2 separate regions of the Zea mays genome follow, and region 2 is linked to region 1. Evidence: chromatin contacts called from public Hi-C data. All regions are on one chromosome and are shown on one strand. The core of a region is the stretch at or near the end of the contact, and the rest is flanking DNA. Distances in the headings are between cores, read along the strand shown.

Evidence for each region. A called contact is a pair of places that touch in the nucleus more often than the background predicts.
Region 2: a contact with region 1 is called in a Hi-C map of bundle sheath, with 2.1 times the contacts expected there. The contact joins the promoter of LOC100273640 here to the promoter of LOC100125657 in region 1. A contact is called at or near these places in 11 of 25 Hi-C or Micro-C datasets (bundle sheath, ear, endosperm and 4 more).

The regions. Positions count from the first base shown.
Region 1 is chr7:24,637,234-24,642,953 of Zm-B73-REFERENCE-NAM-5.0, forward strand. It overlaps LOC100125657 (glucose-1-phosphate adenylyltransferase large subunit 3 precursor-like), which reads right to left and starts at 3,427. Exons shown (of 16, transcript NM_001112588.2): 1 at 3,214-3,427; 2 at 2,871-3,017; 3 at 2,491-2,664; 4 at 2,301-2,393; 5 at 2,127-2,210; 6 at 1,978-2,033; 7 at 1,579-1,672; 8 at 1,208-1,320; 9 at 813-885; 10 at 626-706; 11 at 463-549; 12 at 274-378. The coding sequence starts at 3,381.
Region 2 is chr7:24,836,836-24,842,555 of Zm-B73-REFERENCE-NAM-5.0, forward strand. LOC100273640 (Protein LAZ1) reads left to right here and starts at 3,274. Exons shown (of 6, transcript NM_001148056.3): 1 at 3,274-3,620; 2 at 4,713-4,786. The coding sequence starts at 3,462.

The sequences.
Region 1 (5,720 bases), core at 2,177-4,676:
AGGGCTTGTTCGTTTTAACATTAATCCATATGGATTAGATGGTATTGAGTCGGTTTAAATCCATAGCAAGTTAAAATCCATTCCAATCTATTTTAATACACTCCAATCCACATGGAATTGAAACAATCGAACAAGGCCTTAATAAAGTTATGAATATCAACCATGCAAACTGAATATCAAAGAGTAACATTTTCCCCACCTAACTCCCACCCCACCAGGATAATTTTAGATTTCCTTTGCAACTATATAACTCACAAACACTCAATAATTTACCTTGAGCTGCACTCCCGGTTCTAACCTTGAGCGGATACCAATGACAGAGTGCTCAACACTGCACTCAGTTAGAAAGCAGCCATGTGAAACTATAGAGTTCAAAACCTGCACAAAAACAGATAAATCAAGCAAGGCTGCCAGGTAATGCATTATAAACGAAACAATGTATAGGTAATAAGAGATTCTGACCTTGCAGTTTTCTACCTTGGTTGGGGGTAAAAATCTAGGAGATGTAAAAATAGGCTTCACGGGATCATAAAAATAGAAGTTGGGAGACTACAAAATAAAAAATGAAACTATTATCCAAGCTCGGAAAGATTAAGCCAGAAACAATGTTAATCAAAATGTAAACCTGATCAGTGAGAGCAAGGTTTGCTTCAAAGAAAGACTTTATTGTTCCAATATCTTCCCAGTAACCATCAAACAAATAAGCCTGGAGCCAACAGAAGAACAGATCCTTCAGACCACGTGTTCATGACAACTAAAAGAAGGTAACATAAGTTCATTTTGGATTTTTGACGAATGTAGAGTGTAAATACCTGCACATCATAATCTTTTGCAGCCATTGGAATCACTTCTAAGCCAAAATCATTAGCTGTAGGATAATGGCCTCTAATAAATATGCACAACAAAGAAAGAACATAAGTGTCGTCACCACCAGCTGCAACATAATGTGAATGAAGGTGCATGGAGATTGCAAGATGTCATAATTCCTGTCTTACAAGATACAAGTCAAAAGAGGTAACAATTTTGTAACTTGTGGTTAAATTCACGTTTGTTGGGAACCACAAAAGGCTTAATCAAAAGAAAGCTAGATGTATCGTTATATACAAACTGTGAACACGAAATGTCATCAATACATTGTTCTTTCACGTAAAAGGTTTTAAAAATAACCAACAAAAGCCTTACTTAGCAAGTTTGTTCTAATTCTTACCTCAGAAGCTTTCTGAGAACATCTGCCTTGAATACATATATTCCCATTGAAGCCATGTATTTGTACGTACTTGCAAACTCTGGGGATAATCCAAACAATCCCATGTCCACTTGCTTCATTAACAAGTACAATAGAGTATTTAAAAATCTTTCCACAAAGTAAATAAATCCAAGGATACCATTTGAAATGAAGTTAGGGAGACATAGGATTCAACTCAAATAATTTAGAAGATGATGCAACATAAAAGGAAGCCCATGACAAAAATACTAATTATGCAAAAGAAAGGCAATATGCAGTCAATCTATACTTGTCTGAATAAATCATTAAGTAGTTGTTCATCTTTGGGGTCAGTGAGAGGGAGTGTACCATACCATTGATTCCAAATCTGCACCCTTGGGCTTTTCAAGGAAATCAGTGATGTGCCCATTCCTGTCGGCCTTCATCAATCCAAAATCAGATGCCCGACTGCATGTATATATGAGATAAAAAAACAAAATAAGAAGATAGGAATATGTTAGCGTGGGATATGACAACAGTAAACAAAGTGATTCTAGTTCTTATAAAATGCAAAGCATGAGATATCTGAAGCTTTCCAGCATGAACATTGATGATAGTCATAAACAAATATGCACTACTGAATAAACAGTGCATACAGTATAGGTAGCTAAGATATCATCATATTGGCATATTGCTTTGTTAGCCAACTGAATACTAGTTTAATTACCAAGAAAAGGCAAGGAACAAATTTAAAAGGGACAAAGCTGGATGACCTTTCATCCATTGGAACACACGCAACTGAAATATCAGCACCAGAGTCAACATGCTTCTGCAAAACAATATTATAATATACCTTTGTCAAGCAATGAAAAATAAGACTGAAACTTGAAATTACAACATCAACTTGCAGCAGATAGGAGACCTGCACAAAATCCATGTAATCCATCCGATACAGATGATCACCAGACAGAATCAGTATGTTTTCTATACATTTGAGTCTTGCATCCTTCACAGAATAACATCAGGCAAAAAGTTAATTGGACATAGTGATAGCATACTCTGAAAGGTAGAGTATTACACATGGCCCAGGAAGAACCTCAAAAAGCCAGAGGAACTGCCTGACAGCATCTGCTGTTCCCTGGAACCATTTCTTTCCTGATTCCCCAGCTGTTTGGGTAGCTGCCAGCACCTATCCAATGAGCAAAAAATAAACAGGCAGAAAACAAGATCAGGAGTCCATCGCAATGGTATTCCGCAATCGAGCCTGCTTATACCGAAGAGTGTACCTCCACAGACCCGCCACTGAATCCAACTCCCTCACCAAAGTTGTATGTCCTTGCGATGTGGCGATTGAGAGACTGGGAATTGAACTGGGTGAGGACGTAGATCTTGTTGATCTTGCTGTTTATGCAGTTGCTCATCGGGATGTCGATGAGCCTGTAGCATCCCCCGACGGGCACCTGAGAGCGAGAGACGGCGACTGAATCACTATTACAGTAACTACCCCGTAGCTCAGTCGATGGCACGGATTGCAACGGGAATCTACAACCGCTAATCCCAAGTTGTGTAGTAATGCCGTACAAGAGATTGATGAATGACGAAATGTGACTTATGAGCGATGGAGACAAAGTCTAGAAACAGGGAGGTGCTGAGGCGATTTTATTACCGCGGGCTTGGCCCTTGTACGCGTGAGCGGGAAGAGGCGCGTGCCGGCGCCACCGCCGAGGATGATGGAGGCCACGGTGTCCGGGCTGACGTCCCTCCGCGCAGCCGCAGCCGCCGCCGCCTGGGCGCCCGAGTCCGCCTGCTCCTCCTGCCACAGGTGACAACCCGAAAATGTGATTGACCCATGACCCGCCCTACCACGGAACGGCACGGCACGCGAACGCAACACAGATCACGCCACGCTTGACACCAGCGTGGCCTAGGCCCTTGGCGGCGGCTAGCATGTCCAATTGTTGGAAGTCGGAAGCACGCGGACCTCACGGCAATGCGCGAGCGCGACTGACCTTGATCCCACGGGGGGCGTCGGCGAAGACGCAGGTGGTGGTGGTGGCGATGGCGGCGACCGACACCGCGCGGCGCCGGGTCGGGGGCGAGGCGCGGCGCGCGGGGAGCGGCGTCGCGAAGCTAGCGAGGAAGGCCGCGCTCGTGTGCGGCGCGGCGGGGTACGCCATCGGCCGTGCAGCCGTGCCGTGGTACGTACGGGGTGGCCGCGAGGCGCTGGAGCCTGGAGGAGACGGCGCGCAGGCAGGGGAGCCGGGAGAGTCTCTCTCTCTGGCTGTGGGGTTGCAGCTCGGGGTTTTGTAACGGGACGGGACGGGACGGAGTGGAGCGGGTGGGGAGCCGGGAACAGTGGGTAGGCGCGTGGGGGCACGGAGGTTTTTTGGATCCAGCTCGCGCGGCTCGAGTCACGAGAGATTGGCTGGCCAGCCGTTCGGCGGTGACCCGGCTGAATGCTTCTTTGCTTCCCACGGTTCCGTTCCACCGCTCACTGGCGACTTAAAAAAAACAGTCACCCGGCCACCCCCTCGCGCGCGCTCCTAGGCGCTGCATGTTGAGTTGTTGACATGGTGTGGCTCACAAGGCCACAGGCGATGGGGAAAAAAACTCTATGCAGTGACAATCGGGCTCGCTGGTAGGGATGGCAATACCCAAAACCCGAAACCCGATGGGTAAAAACCCTATTAGGGTACGGGTATGGCGGATTTTGATACCCATGGGTATTTTATTGGGTCATTTGTTATGCCCATCGGGTACGGTGGGCGTGGGTATGTTCTCTGTTGCCCCATACCCGCTACCCAATGGGGAACCCGCTAATATATGACACGTGGGTCCGGATTTATATGTCTCATATAAAATGAATGTTATGTTTTGTCCACAGTTTTGTAGAATCAATGCTATGTTTTGTGTGATTTGAAGGCATGATATTGCCATTTAATGTTGAATATTGTTGAACTTGTGATAAAATTATGTTGGGTTCGATACATTTGTTATGCTGGTACTTATTTTTGCGATTCAAATGATCATGTCTATCGTAATGCTAATGGGTATGGGTATCCAATGGGTACCCGCTACCCATGGTGGGTATGGGTATGGCGTAATTTTGTACCCATGATGGGTAGTGGGTATGGGTATGAGTCAATTTTTTTCTAGTGGGTATGGGTATGGCTTCGCGTGCCCACTGGGTACCTTACCCACTGCCATCCCTACTCGCTGGTGGTGACTGGTGAGACAGACACGCATGACTGACTAGCATGCAAAGCGGGCGACGCTTGGATCTGTTGAATAATTAAATAGTTTTTAGATTAAATTTCTAATATAAATCATGATCAAATCAGAGAACTGAAGTAAAAAAGTCAAATCAGATGATGCGTATTGATCAGACATACTGGTAGATGGCGCGGGCCGGAATCAGTCGGGTCGATGACGTCGAAACAGCGAAATTAGCAGGGTCGACGAGGTCAGAAGATCACGAGCAGTCACGTGAGGACGCTTTCCAAAAACCTTATTCGCTCTCTCCCGGTGCAGGATCTCGAATGCGAAGGGTTCCGGAGACCTGCTCTCCTGATCGCAGATGCACGTCTGCGGTCGGGATGAAAAGAACTGAAGGTGGCTCAGCTGTGAAGAAAGGTGAAAGCGAAAACTGAGATGATTTGGATGCTGGCTGCCAGGCGCATTTTATAGGACCGAGTCCGCGAACAGATAGCTATCTTCGATCCTATCCGCCCGCGAAAATCTCGCGTTCAGTTTAGATTTTATAACGATCGGTTAGGATTCTAAACTTAACAGCCAAACGACCAAAAATTCAAACGACAAAAGGAAGTCGCGCCCCCGCAAGGCGAGGGGCCAGATTTCGGCGGACCATTCACGAGCATGTCGTGCGCTCGCGCCCCCGCCCAGGCCAGGCTAGACCTGGCGAGCGAGCACGCGCGTGTGGCTCTCCACACTCTCTCCTCTCATCCATGACTTGGTGAGTGAGTGTGACTTCCATATTTAAACTAGCTCCACTCCACTAGGACTAGCAATATGGTGTTATTGGTTCCACCATTCCCTAGTCATACACATATATGGGCTTTTGAGATTTTCCTGGGATTTAATTGAATTTCTCAATTGGGTCTAGCCCATAAATCCTAACAATCCCCCACCAGATCTCAAATGCCCATCTGCAGTTTTCGCCACTGTTCACTACTGTTTAATATACTAGTGTTTCAGCAGAGACTCTTAAGTTGAACTTCCGCCTAGAACTCCAAGCTACACCAACCCACAACTTGGACAATGGACTATGCCTTGAATTGCAAGTTTTGTATGAATGGGTTTCACTTGAAGCCATGACCAGTACTTGGCTACCAGTAGTCCCCTTCTCCGGTGGAGCATATACGTCGTACTCCAAGGTCTCTTTATGAGTTTACTAGAGATCACCCAGATCTCATAGACTGCGACGTTAGACAGTCTAACTCATATAGGTGTGTTCTTTCAAGAATGTTCTGCAGGACAACATCTTTGCTAATACAAG
Region 2 (5,720 bases), core at 2,024-4,523, 200 kb after region 1:
TTACCTTACCTGAAAGGGGCAAGTGGGGAGCATGTCGCTGCAGAGTATAGGGAGGTCTTCGGGTCGAACTGTTTGTAAAGCTTTTCGAACGAGGGATTCCTATGCTTCCTTCTTCCTGACACTATAGCGGGTTTTCTCGAACCAGTGGAACTTTGTAAAGGCCTCGCAGTGGATCCCTAGCCATTCACCTTAAAAGTGTCTAAGGGTTAGAGGTCTAGCTAACACTGGCTTCACGGGAAACACATTTTGTGGGTAAAGATGCGCAACCTCTGTAGAGTGTAAAACTGGTATATCAGCCGTGCTCACGGTCAGGAGCGACTCAGGACTCTTGTATGGTTAACTTATGGAATGAAATTTAATTTGTTATTTGCATTGCATCGTGGGATTTGTTATTAATTGTGATCAATTACTTAATTGGGTTGGTATACACTTATACTTAGTAATTGCTAGTAAAATTTTGACCAACTTATTAAAAGCAATGCTCAACATTAACCACTCTCTTTGGTAAGACTTACACTGCACATGAGCCCCCACCATAAGTCATGCATATTATTCCCCACAACTTGTTGAGCGATGAACATATGTGATCTCACCATTGTTGTACTCACCCCTAGGTCAAGGACAGGTACCACAAGCGAGGAGCATGAATGATGTCGCGGTGAGTTCGTGAGAGGTCTAGGTCGTCGTCTCCCAGTTCACCATGGTTGCAAAGGATCGTTGTTCATATGATGTATTTATTTAGTTATTTTGTACAAAACTTCTATTAAGTAATAAAGATGTGACATTCATTTCTGTACCATGAGTCATCATATGTGTGAGACTTGATCCTAGCACACATATGATTCACACCCGAGTTTGCCCTTAAATCCGGGTGTGACAAGGAGATACAAAAAATGGAACCAAACATCTTAATGATCATCTAAAGATATGTCCATACCGTAAGAGCAAGATGGCTGGGTAGATCAAGACATATAACCAAAGCTCATTAAGGTTTGGTTTGCTGGAAGGTACCTAGGATATGATATCCTACCTTGAGGATGATTGCACGCGATATTTATGCCATTCTAGTTAGCATTGTTGCTTCATAGTCATCATTTAGCACAAGTGGAAGAGTTCTTAGAGCATTGCAGTTGTCTTACTCCTACGATGCTAGAGGCGTTAATGTGCTCACAAGATTGGCTTAAAAATCAATACAAAGGTATATAAAACATTTATTTTGGTTGGTTGTGCTATAAAATTACACTAAAATTTTATGTTTGTGATAATACAAATGATGGAAATGGTCTTCCTTCGAGCTTCAGGATGACATATTATAATGGATGCAGGTAATATTCTAAAGGCAATGTAATTTTCAGTTATTTGTGCCTTGATGCAGATATTGAACTTTTCTGTCTTCATTTCCAGGAGCTGGCATTGTGAATGTGATATTGAGGACTTGAAGACATTGAACTTGTGATGTCTTAAATTCTTGTTGGACTTGTAATCTTAAACTCTTAGTGTGTATCATCTGTTCGCTGTTCAATAGTTGCAGTGTTGTGGTTGTGGACATTATGGAGTGTGGAACTATGGACTGTGGTTATTATTATTAATCACTCATGACATGTGAGTTTGCATTTAGTTATTTGTGAACTATGGTTATTGTTGGTAAGTGATGCATTATGGATGTGTGTGGATTGTGGAATTAATTATTTGTGATAAGTGATGAGTTATGGATGTTCTTATGCTGTGAAATCAATATGTTTACATTTATGTAGTTGAATACATTGCTGAAATGGATTAGACACTAAACGAGATTTTATGGGGATTTATACCCGTCGGGGCCCATATACCCGAATGGGGACGGGGAACATGGATACGAGAGGGTGGCGGGGATAGGGACGGGGTGCGCTCCTCGCGGGGGAATGGCCCCATTGCCATCCCTAGTTGGGGTCTAGGGACCCTATATCAGATCCAAATGGTCTCATATTACAATAACATTTTCCCAAGAAAACATTCAACTCAAGGATTACCCACACAATGATGCCATGGTCATATCTTGTGTTATCAAAGGCTTCGTGATACTTAGTGTCCTAGTAGACACAAACAATTAGGGATGGATCCGGATATTTATTCGGATGTCAAATTTTTGGTCTTCTTTCTTCGATTATGAACAAATAACATATAGAATTTGCTATGTAAATTTATATTCTTGTTTTTAGCATTGAGGCTATTAATCTTCAAAAAAATAAACATTAAATTCATTCTATATATTTTTAAATAATTGATATAAACTTTGGATGTCTATTCGAATACAGATTCAGATGTTTTTTCACCTTTTTTGTTGTAGGGAGAAAATAATATACATAAAAAATTATATAAAAATTTATTTAAATACTTCATAATATTCTTAATATCATTGCCAAAAATTAGCTTTAAATTCTATGTATATCTATGCTAAAATATTAGATTTGTGATACAATTCGGATGTTTTAGGAACATCCCTACAAACAATGCACCAAATATCATCTTTGCAAATGCTTTTAGACAAATGCAAGAACAAGGACAGATTACAAGAGGCCATGCATCCACTGTGTGTCTTCAGAGGAAAGCAAACAACAACAATTGGAAAGATAATCATGCCATTAACCTTCGGCTATGTCCATAATACCAGAACTAAAGATATCAGACGTGTTTGGTGTGGCGCCTAAGCCGCCACACCGCGCCACACTTTTCAGCCACAGGTGTGGCGGCCGATTCGGGTATATGGGCCCTTTCATCTTACAGATGTATACACCTGTGGCTGAAAAGTGTAGCGCGGTGTGGCGGCTTAGGCGCCATACCAAACATGCCCATCACACTCGACATGAAATATTCATATAATGCAATAAGTGATAGTGGAACTCTAAAAGCCTTTGAAGTAATATTACACCCACCATATCTATATATGAAAGGTACCGTCTAATCAACATCCAATCTCAATCTATGAAAGTCAAGCAGCCGCAAGAAGGACCAAATGAAACTAGATAGATTCAAAGGCTATATACAATATTGATGAAGTCTAAGCTTAGGCTCAGAATAAGCAAAATAAGAAAGGCAAACACTAACTTAATTTTGAAAAAAAACAGTTTCTGATGTTGTTTTAAAGTAATTTTATTTTAAAAATAATAAAAACAAAAAAAATTCTCACGTTCTCCAACGAAATTACACATCCGAGCAGTCAAAAGTCAAAACTTCGTAAACCCAATCCCAATCCCGTCACGTCACACGCCAACAACGCAAACGACCCTTGCCACGCGGAAACATCCGTCCTTCCCTACCGGCCCGGAGGCAGCTGCCCAGCTCCCCTACGAATCTCGATTCCCCAAACAACATTGCCACCGCCGCCTGGGCGCCTCGCTTCCCCTCACCTCGCCCTCTCCACCAAGCCGCGAGCCGCCTCCCCCATAGGGTTCCTCTCCCCGGAGCCGGGGGCAGCAAGGGGGATGGAGGGGTGGGCGTCCGCGGCGGCGTACACGGCCGCCGCGCTGGCCTCCGCGGCGGCGGCGACGGTGGTGGCTCTGCGGCTCGTGCACCGGCATCTCCTTCACTACGCCGAGCCCACGCACCAGCGTTTCATCGTCCGCATCATCCTCATGGTCCCGGTACGCCCTCCCCTCGGCCCTCGGAGACCCGCTTCTGTATAGTACATTAGTACTACTAGGCGAATATTAGCTGTTTATGTCAGCTCTCTTAGTTCTTACCTGTGATTTGTTGGCGAACTGTGACTTGTCCAACTGAAATGTTCTGCAGCTGTAGCTACAACGGTTTGCTCATTGATGCTTCTATGCAGCAATAATGGCTTACCATGTGTAGCAACCATTTATGTTCACATATGTTTATTCTTGTGTTGCCTATGCATTAGATTGCAGCAGCTATCTTAGTATTGATAATTGTTTTGAATAAAACAAAGAGTCCCTGTTTCTGAAGGTTGATAATGGTATCTGTGTTTTGGGGAATCATTTTTTTTGTTTTCTTTCTGATGGAAAACGGCAGCACATTTCTGGATTTTGTTACTTGCCACAGCACAGTAACCCTATTTACTTTTACTGCGATAGCCTGTTTGGTTTGATCCCAGCCATGAATCCCAGGCATCCAATTTTTGGAGATCTGTGGCTGAGATTGCTGCTTTGGCTGGGAGTTGCTTGGAAGGCCTCCAACCAAACACAAGTGTGGACAGATAGTTGGTGTACTCAAAGCTGGAAATGATGCTTAGGACTACTAAATCTTACAGCTCTGTGGGAGTTAAAGTAACGTGCTGAGCGGAATGGTTTATGTTTTATTTGTGCTCGCTGGCTCAGATATTTTCTTTACCTCATCTCATAAAATCAACTTTTTTTGTAGTGGAACCATCGGAATGAGAAGAATACATATTATCTCATAAACATGATTTTTCCAGTTCTGCTTCCTGCATGAATGCATGATCTGTCAGCCACATGACATTATTATATCACAGGGGTTTGGTTACACTATTTGTGCCATGTCTTTGTTCTATTTGGTTTGGCATAATGCATATGAATCATGGCATCTATCCTCTGGGCATGGAACTTGAACATTTGTCCTAGATAGTTGGTTTCAAGTGTCAGCATGGAATCATATGACTGGATTGTCTTGATTCATTTAACCCTTTCATCTTACAGATGTATATTGTATCCAGCTTTTGATCCTTTTGTAACTATCTGTACATTAAATTTCAGGTATATGCAGTGATGTCATTTCTTTCCCTTGTCTTACCGCATCAAGCAATCTACTTCAATTCTATTCGAGAAATGTAAGTCAACTACTTGTAACTGAAAACTTATTTTATATTATCCTGTGTCATCTCATTCATGTTCATATCACTTGGACATATATGCTTTCATTCACGATGGATAATGATGCCCTCATAATCAGAACTAATACAAGAAATAAAACTGCTCTTGTAACCCTCCCTTTTAGTACTCATCTGGTATAAGTCCTGTGACTTGATATGGTCCATAACCCTAACCATTGACAAAATGCAATCCCAAGTGAAACAGTGCTGTTAATGTGAGAAGGGCATGAATTTGCAACTTCGTTTAGATCACAATATTGCTAGCTTTGATGGCACTCGGTATGCGTGCACAAGTTCTGAAATGCCCTTGCACTACAATCATTAAGTCAACTTGACCATTAATGACGCATTACCTGAACCAAATCAAGAAGTTCAGTTCAAAAGAATGTTAACTTTTTAGTCTGCAGTTATATAGTAGTAATGGTATAAGCAGTATCCCCACTGGTGCTTCTGAAGGACTGGGGCAGGCTACTTCTGACACTGCATTACAAATATGCCTCTTGGTTTTTTTATGAAAGCCGGGGCTTCCCCACTGTGCCAGTTCCCGCAGATAAATGAAGTGAAGTTCAATTGTGTGAATACTTACCCAATTAGGGATCAAATAACAGAGGAAATTGGCTGCGGAGGCTGTTTTTTAACTATGCATGCCTATCGAGACCATGATACTAACTTCATGAGCAATGCCATATGCTTACAAGTTACAGCAATGTTTCCTGTGACACTTTGTAGTCCAAGAATACATTTATCCAATCAGATAGTTGAGATGTGATCAATCTAGTACTTCATTTTAATAAAATCATCAGTGATGAACTTACCACTTCTAGAAACCTCAGCTAGATCCGCATTATTACTTCTAGAAACATTTGTTGTAGTTAGATCCACCATCTAACAA